Linked DNA regions of Danio rerio: region 1 is linked to region 2. A link is a contact called in public Hi-C data. All regions are on one chromosome and are shown on one strand. Each heading gives the region's core, a stretch centred on a gene start, on an enhancer-like site or on the middle of the called end of the contact. The rest is flanking DNA. Distances are from core to core; before and after follow the strand shown. Region 1 holds the start of ppm1ba (protein phosphatase, Mg2+/Mn2+ dependent, 1Ba). Region 2 holds the start of six3a (SIX homeobox 3a).

What was found. Hi-C and Micro-C count contacts between places; a contact is called where the count stands out from the background.
Region 1: a Hi-C map of hematopoietic stem cells shows a contact between it and region 2, with 2.4 times the contacts expected there. The contact joins the promoter of ppm1ba here to the promoter of six3a in region 2. A contact is called at or near these places in 3 of 18 Hi-C or Micro-C datasets (embryo and hematopoietic stem cells) and 1 of 4 datasets of contacts at active chromatin or transcription factors (embryo).

Annotation. Positions count from the first base shown.
Region 1 is chr13:11,159,305-11,166,392 of GRCz12tu, forward strand. It overlaps ppm1ba (protein phosphatase, Mg2+/Mn2+ dependent, 1Ba), which reads right to left and starts at 3,812. Exons shown (of 7, transcript NM_131398.2): 1 at 3,425-3,812; 2 at 23-71.
Region 2 is chr13:10,690,128-10,697,226 of GRCz12tu, forward strand. six3a (SIX homeobox 3a) reads right to left here and starts at 2,246. Exons shown (of 2, transcript NM_131362.1): 1 at 1,439-2,246. The coding sequence starts at 2,130.

The sequences.
Region 1 (7,088 bases), core at 2,562-5,061, 470 kb after region 2:
CAAGTGGATTGGGTTTACTCACCAAAACAGGAATTTTGATAAAATGGTGTGTGTATTCCTCCGTCCGAGCCCTAGAAGACATGAAAGAACCGATTTCAATATTCAGAAATGAGCGAGTACTGTTTTGTGGTGATTAATGGAGACAGAGAAAGGTAGTTACATCGATTGTTAAAATAGAAATTATTACAACTTTAAATTTTAAAGATATTTGGTGCTCTATCCTCTTATTAAACTAAAACTATTATTGTATAAACTGGTTACAGATCTTATTTTTGATGCTCAAGTTTGTGAAGTTGCAGCATTCAATGTCATTCAGTGGTCTTCTGGATTATGCTCTTTATCTTCTTGTGGACCAAAAATATACATCACTGGACAATTAGCAGATCAATCTCTGAAAGTGAGGGAACTTTTGACTGAGCTAAACCGAAGTCTTAACATTTAACAATGTTTTATTTTTATTATTACAAATGTCTCCAGGTTTAAATGCATTTCCTAGAGCAGATGCAAAAAATTGGTAACTATTACTGCCTACTTGATTATGCTGCTTGTCAAGTCATGGATAAACAAACTGAAGTCAACTTAATAAAAGAAAGAATAAAATACACAAGCAACAGGCTGATTTGATTCATGTAGTCTATAGAAATAACCTTAAAAGAAATTATTGGATACAAAGAAAATCAATTTAAAGCAGTCTTCAAAATCAATCAGGCAACATAAGTGCAACATAAAGGGGAAAATGTTATTTTGACAAACAGCTTAGACAGAAAACATCATAGAAAGATTCACTATCGGAACTTGCATTGCTCTGTGCAGATTGGTGTGATGAGGATCTGGAAATCTGCTCTGGTTAAGTTAAACTGATAACTGATAAGTAAAACTGATAAGATATTTGAATAAAGGTGATGCTGGCACTTTGTTTTCAACACTCAAAACTTCTGTAAATTGCTCTGTACTTTTGTGGTAAAAGAATGGGTGAAATTATCAAATATTTAAGAATGCATTTTAAATGAATATATCAAAAGCTGCAGCACATTTAATCAAATAACCATATAAACACTTATCTGTAAATTTTAAACTGCAAGTGATTATTTAAGCATAAAGTCTGCATGTTCTATGTGAATAAACAGTGTGGTTTTGTATACTACCTTCACACGCACTGACACTAATCACTAGGCATGGGACGCATCCCATGCTACACATTCAATATGTAGCATGCACTGCACTTTAACCAATCCATATTTAAAAGAATATTGCCTACAATTATGGGTACACCTATTCATTGTACATATTGCTGTCGATTTTACATTGTCCAGTCTTTTTTTTTTTTTTTTGGGGGGGGGGGGGTTATGCTGTTGTATTTTGCACTGTCTGTATTTTGCATTGTATTTGCACTTTCTGGAGCCAGCACCTAAGGTTTTCACTCATCTGATGTGATGATAACCATTTTCAATATATACTCAAGGTTTTAAAACCACCAAAATTTTCTGCTATACTATTCCTAAGTTTTTTTTTTACATTTTCTTTTTAAGACAACGGCATCTCTTGCAGAAAATATATCCAAAGATGCCTTTTTGAAACTAATGAATACAGAAGACAGTGATTCATTTGAATTATTTAGCCCGTTCGCCTCACAGAAAGAAGGTCACTGGTTTGCTGGTTCGATCCTCGGCTCAGTTGGCGTTTCTGTGTGGAGTTTGCAATTTCTCCCTGCGTTCGCGTGGGTTTCCTCCGGGTGCTCCTTTTTCCCCCACAGTCGAAAGACATGCGGTACAGGTGAACTGGGTAGGCTAAATTTCCGTAGTGTATGAGTGAGTGTGTGTGTGTGTGTGTGTGTGTGTGTGTGTGTGTGTGTGTGTGTGTGTGTGTGTGGATGTTTCGCAGAGATGGGTTGCGGCTGGAAGGGCATCCGCTGTGTAAAAACTCGTTGGATAAGTTAGCAGTTTATTCCGCTGTGGCGACCCCGAATTACTAAAGGGACTAAGCCGACAAGAAAATAAATGAATGAATGAATGAATGTTTACTGCTCCAAAATATCCAAAATGTTACGTAAAACAAAATATATTGTGTTCAATGGAGAAATGGGTGTTTATTTTTTACCAGATATTTAAAAATAATATATTTTAGAGCAGCAATCACAATACCGTGAAACCGTGGTATTTTTATCCAAGGTTATCACACCATCAGAATCCTATAAGTTACCGGCCCATGCCTACACATGACACATGGCATTTCAAGTCTCTGCAATCTCACTAATTGAGAAACTGAACGCATTTAGATTTTTTTTTAATCATGCTACTCATTATATTTTAATTTTGAAAAACATAATGTCAAAAATTATTATGTAATTATTGTTTGTCTATATCTTCATGACTTATGTTGTGTAGTTAGTATACCACAAAATGATAAGATAAACAATACTACATTTAACATTTATAACAAAGAATATATATTTAAGGGACTTTGTTTATAGCCACTAGATTAAAAATCTTAATGATAATTATAATTACCCACCAGAGTTTGCTGCAAAAGTCCCATCAACAGTTACTATCAAATTGCTGTTAAAATTTAAAACAAAACAACAACAAAACATTTCACATTGTTTTGAATTATATCCTAGCCCAAGTCATTCATTTGTTTAGAGAATTTAATGCAGGTATAGTAAGTTACACTGTGAAAATGCACAATAAGAAAAATGGTACACATTTATTTCTAACCCAAATAACGTAACCAAAGCGATAGAAGTAAAGTTGGTTATTATTCAGATAATCAGAAATTCTCTTAAATATAATTTCAGAAACATATTCTTTGCAAATTCAAAATTGGGAAATCATATTAGCAGCCAAATACTATCAAAGTACAACCATATTTACAGTCAATTAGATAGTGTTGATGTTGTTTTGAAGTCATACCAAAATGCTAATTCTGATTGAATATTCAAATTAGCGTGGTAAACAATACAGAGACAGTTAACTAACATGAACAAATGTGCGAATATAAACCAACTTTACCTCAATACCAAAGCGCATTTTATGCACTGATTAACATAGCGTTACAGTACTATTTAGTTTTTCTCTTTAGATTCTAAAACATATAACCCACATAAGACTTTATTAACTAAACCCCAGTAAGGCTGCTGTGTTTACTGCAGAAATAACGGATTGTGTTTTAAACCCCCCAACGGCACACAGCACCTGGGACATAACAGACACCATTTTTAACCTTCATATTGAGCACTAACGATACCCTAAACCTTAGACTGGGAAGTCGTTTTGTTTTGCGACACTAGAAGAGGTCGTTTTCCTAGAGCAGACAGCGATATAGGCTAACTAACTGCTCTTTGCTACAGCTACAAAACACGTCCAGTCCGGTAGATAACGGCTAGCTTGCTAATGTTAGTCACGTCTGACAGTGTGATGTAACTTACTTTCCACGTAGAAATTGATCCTCCGGAAAAACGCCACGTTCCGAGCAGCCGTCAATGTGTCTTTTTTTTCTTTAGAGGACACTGGTTAAACGTAAATATTTTGACGGTCGGTGATATTAGCTTGTGTCGACTAGCTCAGCTAAAGGTAAACCCAGCTAGCTGGCTAGCTACTGCGCTTCAATTCACACGGTCACTTTTGCATTCAGCGGCTCACGGCTGGGATTACGAGCTGTAACAAACATCTTTGACATACAGTTTCATTTTGACAAATCGAAGAATAGATGCGACCGTGTTGGTCGTCTGAGTTGAATTTCGAGCTGTGATAGCGTTTCTAGCTACATGGTAGAGACAGGTGACGTGCACGACTAGTGCCATTGACGGCCGCGCGCTCGGCTTCTGTGGGATGGGCGGGGCCATTGACTGTGTTTAACATGAATCTTGCCAAGAACTGCGCGGGTGCTGAATGAGGCCAAGAATTTTTTTTTATCAGATATTATTCATTTGGTTTTTATTCACAGCTATAGTCTGAGACCTGTTTCTTTCAAATAAATTTTTTGTGTTTTTTTTTTGTTTTGGTCAACTTAACACTCAAATAAAGTCTCAACACCTTTGAGAAAAGAAGCACACTACACCTACAGTATAGCATTCTTTTGGAAAAATATGCACAACTATTATGTAGAACTAAATAAGTTCTGCATCCAAAATAAGTTCTACAATCATGTTTACTTTAATCTATGGCTTTCCCAAACGTTCAATCACTTTTAAATTGCATGTGAAACAAGGAGAGCATGCGCAATACACTTGAAACATCTGTACTTTACTTTGGTTTAGTGCAGGATTTATCAGGGGTTGCCACAGAGGAACAAACCACCTTTTCGTTTTTCTGTAAAGGTAAATTAAGAGCCAATTTAAGAAGGGTACAAATTAACAGCAAATCTTCATTTTTGTGTGAACTGTCCCTTTTCATTGATTTTATTTGTTCATTTATCAGTTTTATTTCAGATTAGTCCCTTATTTATTAAGGGTCACCACGGTGAAATGAACCACCAACTATTCCAGCATATGATTTTACTCAGTGGACTCAGTACCTCATTTACACATACACTCATACATCATTCATTCATTCATTCATTCATTCATTCATTCATTCATTCATTCATTCATTCATTTTCTTGTCGGCTTAGTCCCTTTATTTATCGCCACAGCGGAATGAACCGCCAACTTATCCACCACGTTTTTACACAGCGGATGCCCTTCCAGCCGCAATCCATTTCTGGGAAACACTCACACACTCATTCACACTCATACACTACGGACAATTTAGCTTACCCAATTCACCTGTACCGCATGTCTTTAGACTGTTTCCTGGAGGAAACCCACACGAACACAAAGAGAACATGAAAACTTTACACAGAAACACCAATTGACCCAGCTGAGGCTTGAACCAGCAACCTGCGAGGTGACAGCACTACCTACTGCGCCACGGCGTCTCCACACTCATACACTACAGTCAATTTAGTTTATTCAATTCACCTATAGTACATGTCTTTTAATTGTGTTGGGGAGCACCCGGAGGAAATCCACATGAACATGGGGACAACATGAAAAAGTCTAAACAGAAATGCCAACTTTTGCCAAATTGCTGTGTGGCAACAGTAGCCTACAAACCAATGAGCCACCTTGACGCCCACTGTCCCTTTTATTTATTATTATTATTATTTTAATTCCATATGCAGGACTTATATATTTATTTGTACATGATCACTCCTCTGTTATTCCTCCTTGAAATACTATAAAGACATTAAAAGACTTATTGGCTAGAGATGAAAATTGTAGAGATGAATATGCTGTTTTACTTTATGAATGTTAAAACTCATATAAACTTAACTTTAACTGTTTTGATTGGTGACATCTTTCTAGATAATCTTTGCGCCTTCGCTGTGAACTTGTCTATTACTTTACAGCTATCCTCATTAATTATTAGTACTTGTAACAAAATCTGGTTCTCAGCGGTAATCTAGACGACACTTTGGTTGGTTGTGACAAATTTAGAAATGACTTATAGACACAAAATTCCAAATGAATGAATAAGCAAGATCTATCAAACAGTTATCATCTGCAAACTGTAAAAAAATTTAATAATAAAATACAAATAATGTTTATTGAAAAGCAAGCAAACAGACTAGATTTATTGACTATGCAGTGGTTGTTGATGTTGCACTTCAATTTTCAAGGTTGCTTGGAAATCTGGAAAATGTCTCCCTTCTGCAATATTCTCCGGATTCCAAGGTGGCTGACCACAATTAGTCTTTTCAAGTTCCTTAACACCCACAAACAAAGTATTAAAATCACCATAACAAATTCGTTCAGATCTGGCATTTTTCTTTACCTCAGAGTCCTGGGAGATGTTTTTCTTTGTTAACTGATAGCCTGCATGTTAGAGCCTTTTATATATTCCTTGAAAAATGAATGAAATTTTATCTGTACTATTCTACAAAACTACTAAAAATAAAGAATAGATTGGCTATATCAAAACAAATTAATAAATCAACCAAGAAATGATATCAGCAGACATAGCTAGCATTTATATGCTAATTTCTTTATTAATGAAGTAACAATTTTCCATTTTTATTCTACACTTTTCTAATGAAATATGTGTTATTTCAGTTGATATTCTCTCTAAACTCACTCTAAATGTTGAGTTTAAAATGTTACAACATTTAATGCACCCCGTCAAAGCCTACATAAATCAACATTTGCCCTTTATGATATATAAACTATGCCCCTCGCTGCTGTAAATAGCTTTCAGAACTGATTTGATGTGCTCCAACATTAGGCACATTCAAATCAAGAATTAAAACTCATCTGTTTAATTGTGCCGTTTCGAACAAGCACTCTGCTACGTCCAAAAGATTGCACTAATATTACATATAAAGTGCGCAGTAGGTAGTGCTGTCGCCTCACAGCAAGAAGGTCGCTGGGTCACTGGTTCGAACCTCGACTCAGTTGCCGTTTCTGTGTGGAGTTTGCATGTTCTCCCTGCCTCCGGGTGCTCCGGTTTCCCCCACAGTCCAAAGACATGTGGTACAGATGAATTAGGTAAGCTAAATTGTCCGTAGTGTATGAATGTGTGTGTGGATGTTTCCCAGAGATGGGTTGCGGCTACAAGGGCATCCATTGTGTAAAAACTTGCTGGATAAGTTGGCGGTTCATTCCGCTGTGGCGAGCCCAGATTAATAAAGGGACTAAGCCGACAAGAAAATGAATAAATAATCATTTTTATTTCTTAGTTGTTTTTATTTTCTTGTTTTTTTAATTCCTGTTTATGTAAAGCACTTTGAATTACCATTTTGTATAAAATGTGCTATAAATAAACTTGCCTTGCCTATAATATACAACAAATATACATAATGTAAATAAAATGATCTTTACTTCATAAGCTGGATCTGTTTTTGTGTGTTTTGCATCAAATTGAGCTTCCGCTGTGTTTTGAAGTCATAAAACAGACATCTTGTGTGTTCTGCAATACCTCATCAGTGTACATACTTATTGCCTCTTTGATGACATCACTGATTAGATCACTGCAGAACCAAAGCAGACTGATTAGATTATTTGAGAGGCAGCTGATGAACTCAGAGAAATGATCTCATCATTCTGCCATGAG
Region 2 (7,099 bases), core at 996-3,495:
AGGCCATTTTCTCCACCTAAATGCACCTTCTCTGTTAAACAGCATTTTTAATAGAAACGAGATATCTTAAATAAAGCGACAGTTCAACTTGCTAATTTAAAACTACTTGAAGGAAATGCTACAGCTACATTTTTGGAAAGCGGTTATACACAATGCACGGTCGCTACAAGAATTAGTCTACATACCAAAATAATAGCATGCTCATAGACTGTCGTCGAGATTTGATTGACTTGCTAGATTATTTTTTAACTTGCAATGGTACAATTAAGTATTAGTCCGATTTGTATGTTTACATGTTCAAATCAGCTGACGTCAGATGAAGATTAGTCTTGCTATGTTATACATGAACAAAAATCTCATAGTTCATTTGTTTTTTGTTTTTTTGGCGATGTGTAATTATCCAGTCAAGTGCTTTTTGTAGATCTATGCATTAAATGATACAATGATATTAAATGATATAAATCAGTTCCATAGTTAAATGTGCTTTTTCGTTCCCAAGATACACAGTAATATATATATATATATATATATATATATATATATATATATATATATATATATATATATATACACACACACACACACACACATTCATACATACATACATACGCACACACACAATACAATTTAAAATCAAAATACAAATAAAAAGATTACAGATTTAACAGTCATAGAACATAATAGTCCTTTGCAAAATGTACCACAAACAATTTTATTTATAATTGTGATTTATTTATCAGAGTATGCTGTGTATGTATATTTAAAAAAAATTGTATTTACATTATCATGTAGCAAATCTGTTGAAAAGAATGTTTGTGATAAATTACTTGTTAGAATTAATTGGTTACAATATAAGAAATATAAATCTATTCATAAATAAATTAAAATATCTTTAAAATCTTAAAGAGAAATGCTATAAGTATTTTTTTTATATTTCTAAATTTAGGAGTTATCCACATCTATTCTTTTGTATTATGCAAAAATGTATTGTGAATTTACGACCAAAGCTTAGTAAATTAAAATAGAAACCTTCACATGACTAAGACTATAAAAGGCTATTTTATAACTCAGCATATCTGTGTTGAGAAGCATAAACACGTTTGATTATGTGTTATTTTAATTATGTAAAATTTAATCAGAGGAAACATTTTTTATTAGCTTATATTTATAGTTTAAGGAAAACGATTAAATAGTTCTATCTTGCTTAAAGTGTTTGGTTAAGCCTTTCTAAACATTTTAGCCTACACAACTAAAAAGCCGTCGTTTTCGCTCCCTCATTTGTTGTATTCGTTATAATCTATTTGATTTTGTTTTAACTGCATCACTTCCTACGTTGTGTTTATGTATTTCCCAACAGATCATTAATAAGTATACATTTAATATCACTGTTGAAGCACACAATTTCTGTAGAACCGTATCAATACATAACATGACTGACCTGTTTTTTGCTGCCGCTGCCCTGTCTCGTTGTCTCCTGTTTTTAAACCAATTTCCGACCTGTGTAGGAGTGAGTCCAGTGGCTTGAGCCAGTTCCCTTTTCTTGCTGGGGTTTGGGTAGGGGTCCTGAAGGTACCACTCTCGTAACAGACTCCGCGTTCGCTCCTTGAAACAATGCGTCTTCTGCTCACCGTCCCAGATGGTTCTAGGCAGGGGAAACTTCTTTCGCACCCTGTACTTATCAACCGGTCCTAGGGGACGCCCGCGTAGTTTCTCGGCCTCCTGATAGTGAGCCTCTAGCCACATCGCTTGTAGTTTACCATGCGAGTCCTTGGTAAACTTGTGGTTCTCCAAAATGTGGTAGAGATCGCGAAAATTGCCGGTGTGAAAGGCGACAACAGCCCGGGCGCGTAGGATGGATTCATGCTTGTTGATCGCCTCGCAAGCACCCGGTGCCACTGGAAGCGACCATAGGAAGCGACCCAGCCGCTCGATGTCCCCGGTCTCCTCCAGCGTCTCGCAGACGCTCGCCACTTGCTCTGGAGAGAAGTTTAGGGTCGGTAGCTGAAACATTGACAAGTCTTCGGGAGACCTGGTGCTGGGCGCACTGCTCGCCAAGAGCAAAGGGCGATCAGCAAAGTTTGGCAGGAAGAAATGAGAGGGATAAAGCTCTAAAGGCGATCTGAAAACCATGGAAATGACCTGAGAGAGAGTGAAATTTGCGAAGGAAAAAAGAACGACGAATTCAGATTGAATGATTCAATAGCTATCGCCTAATGACACCAGCCTCATAATATCTCCCCCTAAATCCACCGTGAGTGTAGCATTGAAATATTTTGTTTCGCTTTTCTATTGGTCTTCTCGGTGTCGTTGTAGGGTTGTCATGGCAGCCCTGCCAATCACTGTCAAGCGTGCCAATCATTAGCCAGTACGTAGAGGCTTTCACCACTTCGGCTGCACGCACGGGGGGTTATCGGGAACTCCAATCTCAACAGCTCCCTCCCTCCCTTGACTCGTGTGAAGTCGAAGCAGACTCTCGCCTATTTGTTGAATGGAATGAGCAATTAGTGGGTGGAATATTATTGTGATCTTAACGAGGCTCGTTAAAGTTAAGAAGATATGTAGGGAGAGAAGGCAGGGGTGGGGTCTCGGGATGACTGTCACGGACACGGGAATTTAAATGAAGCGCTAAAACGGAATCTACTATAGGTGCACAGATAGGCTATTTCATTCTTTAGCACCACTAGAGAAGATATGCTACGATGTTACGCCGTGTCGCTTATCTCATGAATACAGCAGCCGCAAAACGCGTTTGAATTGTGTATTTAAAAGCATGCGCGTATTTGTGGCTAGCTCCCGGAACGTTTTGCATTACAAACGCGTCTCGACGATGTGACCGACCGCTATTCTCACAGTGACAACCGTCGCGCATTCCCGTGGCTGCGCTTTGCTTTTCTTTTTTGCTCGGAGCAAACCACTGGCGCGTAGCCCATACTTGTTTATGGAAGCACGTGATCATTGATTCGCATTTAATGTTTATTTCTTGTCAGTTAGCCAACAGGAGTTATACGAAATCAATTTTTGCACTCCTTTAAAAGTCGTTAAAATTCGAAATAAGTTTCACAAGAATGAAGGACAGTATATGTCACGGGGTTCGGCTTGCAGGAGCGTGCTGGAATGGGCTTCCTGGTTTGTATCAAATAGTTTGTGCTGAATAATATTTAAATAGTGCTTAGTTGCTGTTAAATTTGTGCGCGTTCACTCGATCAAGAACATATTGTGAGAACAATAAGAGGCGAGAGACTTACTTCATCTTAATGCTAAAATTATTTTCTGCATTTTCCACGATTGGTTAAAGTCCTAAATTTCTCTTCCAGGTCTTGAATTCAAATAGGTACCTAGGAGTTCATCTGATTATTTAAAAATATTTTGTTATGAACTCACATTCCTGTTCTGATTACACTGTCATAGATTTACACATGCACTGCAAGCTCGTGTGTGTGTGGCAGAAAGGGGCGGGGAAGAGGTCTTTATAGAAGTATTGGGTCACGTTGTGTTTCCAGGATCAAATCTGTTTGTTCTTCTGTCACAGGAAACTTAAGTGAAGTAATTCCAAGTGGCACTTGAAATGGTCCCTTTGGAAAGCTTTTTGGACAGGAAATAACCTGTTACTTCATCATTGGCCATATTTTAAAAATTAACAAGTTGGTCAAGTTATTTACCTTGCTATAGCTTATTGTGGGACTTGTTCTTAAAAGTTTTATTTTATTTATTTATTATTTTATTATTATTACTATTTGCATGGCACAGTTCAAATATATTTTGCAAAAACTTCGCGCAAATGGTGTAAAGTTTGTTAAATCACTTTGTTTAACATAACCTTTGTGTTCTTTAAGCAAGTAATTAGCATCCCCAAATAAGTTCATTCACCTGGTTTAATCGTCTGTTTATCCCCTAGCTTTCACTGCTCTGTTCTATGCCAAAATCAGCAGGGAGCGAGGTCCTCAATACCGCTGAACGTTTAGCTCCGTCTTTGTTTATTTACTGACAAAGACTTCGCAATAAGAAAGTAATAGCCAGTGGATTATCTCGCAGTTCAACGTATAGAATATGTATATTTGTTTTCGTCAAAATTGTAGTAGGCTATTTCTAATTGATCTGACATTAGACGATTTAAAGTTAACAAGTAATTTCGACTATTATTCTCTCTGAGAGAGTCATATAGCCCAAATAAAGCTATACGTTTTGTTACGGCATGCCAGAGATCACTGAGAAAAGCTTGGTCGTATGAGAAGGTAAGTAAACCATTTCTTAGCTCTCGATTCAAACTTGCACTCACTTCTTATCACACTAAAACGTGTCCTCCCATCCTCTCTCCAAATGTTGGCAACTACGCGGTTAACATGCATGAGTAATTTTGTGCATTGTGTGGTGAGTCGGGGACTTGCAAGTGTTTGAGAAGGAAAGGGCACGGGACAATGCCTTCTCCCGTTTAAGATTTTATTTTATTTTAAACGCTTTTTCTGTTTTTATACATCCACTTAGGTCATTACACACTGCCAAGCAGGAAATCGATCTTCATGTGACGGCGAAAGACAGTTCTATCAAGAGACTTCTTCTCCGGAGCGAAGCGATGGTTTGAGTCTTTCTTTTTCCTTTTTTTTTCTTAAACTAACTTTGTGATTTTCGAAACTTTGTTGTTCTATCGATTCTGATCCATTGTTCACTCATTTTGCCCTTACATTACATTTTTATTCGTTTGTTTTTTTCAGCGTTTTACTTGCTTTCATTCATTTATAAAATTAGAGACAAGCTGTTTTCTACTGCGATAAAAACAAATCCGTCTGAAACGGCTTGTTTGAAATGTGTCCATGAGCTCTGTGCTGCTTCAAGTGTGTAGCATGCGTCTTTGCATCCTATAAGTTTGAAGCATGTTATTTTAAAATAGCTAATTGTTCTGGAAGACTCACCAGAGAGTTGGTCGAGTTCTTAAGAATATTTAGGACTTTAGTAAAAGACACCAAGTAGATCATAATGCGATGGTGGTAGGTTAATCAGTAAGCATCGTTCAGAACCGCTTAGAGTCATGCATATTCCCAGTTTATCTGTTTTAAAGTTGTCATCCTCTGCCGGGACGTTGCTCTCCACTCAGTGAATCACGCGAGACAAGTGCAGCTTGCAGCGTTGTGGGGCCGTCGTAACGGGGCGCAAATGCCCCTTTCTATTCGCTCCGCTTAGGGTCTTAACCTCGGCTGTATTTTGAATCCGCTTGTCTTGTTTAATGTAGGTAACACAATGGAGGCGTTTTATTACTTCTGGCAATATGATGTCACACCTACTTGGGTAGGTAGCCAAGATACCATTTCTGGAAAATGTAAAAATGTTTTGAGTGACAAGTTTTAGATATGTTTTATTTGTTAAAGAATTATATTTTTAACTATTTTTGCGGATCATGTTCATGATCAAAATCCTCATGACTTACTAAATTTAGCATTTTATTAGGCCTATTTAACGCAGGGGGGTTGTTAATTCATTATTTGCATTAGCTATACAACATTTTTGTATATGTATATATTTTCTTGTTTGCCGGGGGAGGGACTCGACATTCTAGCAACATTTTCAACAGAGATGCCCCCCACCACCACCACCCCCCCTTTTTGTGTGGTCTCATTAAGTGGGCATCCTGCTAGGTCTGGGGAGTTATACGGGAGCTGTCCAATCACTGCATTTGCACGGCTTGTTAGCGACATTTAATGAGGGTTCTCTGCGAACCAAGTGAATGGCGCTTCAATGTTAGATTTACCTTGTGTCAACTCGTTACTTCTAATGAAGCCATTGGAGGTTTCGCTAGTGAATGGAGCCGGACGCCTGGAACTGCAGGCCCTCTTTCTTCCGGTTTCTCTTAGTGCTTTGGCTTGGACCAAATCCATACTGTGTGGTGTGGGTGGTGATGACGTGCACTGTGTTTTGGGGTTGGAGGGAGTAGCGAGATATTCTTATAAAGAGACATACGTTGTATCCATTCTGTTTAATTGATTATGTTGATTTTAAGACCCTATTCAGGATCAACGTAAGACCCGTAACCCTTGTTAGAGATAACCTAATTCTTATATCACCCTCCTCGCGATAAATGCCTTCAACCTCAGGCATGTACCACTACCGCAGTTCTTTATTATTCATATCACAATCTACAGATTTTTACACTGTTTTGACATTTAGAGAGTTTTGTACGATGCTTTTAATCTGGTTCCAGATATTTCTGTGCAGCTTTAATTAGTTTCTTTACTAATATAATAGTGATTACTTCTTTACTAGTATATATAGTGATGTGATTTTATTGTGTACTTGATGCATAATTTTACGAATGTATAAATTAATGTACATTAATATAATAACAAAAATAAAGCTGTACAAATAACAATAACTTAAACACATTTATGAACCAAAGGGACTGCATAGCTTTTTGGCTCTTTTGGATTAGTACAAGAACTGATGTGTGATTTCCCCGATTTAATAAATTGTTTAAAACGCTAGGAGCTTAAGAGTCGATTTAATGTTTTCAAAAAATTGGTATACGTATTTTGAATTGGGCTGAATTAGATTTTCGTACATCGTCTTTTATTTTGGGTGGAGTTTGATCTTATCTTGCATTTTGTCCTGGTAATCTATTAGTTGTTTTGTCACTGTTGATCTGGTGCAAAATGACAAGATAAAACCATTGAGGATGTCATAACGACCCGAGGCAAGCCGACAATAATTCATAAACGCTGCCAATCTGTCACGTTGCATTCACGAAGAGTTTTGTGTTGGAGCTTTTAAATTGGCAGAATGTGAAACGCTGGTCTGCGCCTAGTACGACAACCCAATCTGGAGCAAATCGTCAACATGGGCAAATTATTAGCGCCTCAGTTGAGCTACTGCTGAAAGGGCAGACCCATTCATGATTTTTTTGTCTCTTCATCCACTCTCCTTCAGTCATTCATGCTATATAAAGATTCAATTTAGAGATGTTGTAAAAACGAGACTCAGTCGGATGTATTTTGGGATCTTTTTCACTTTAACTTATTCATCCCTATCTTTTTAAGTAATCACATAATTTAATTTATAATTAAGATCATTATTTACATGTGATTGATTTGTGGATTAGGGCACGCGTTTCTGC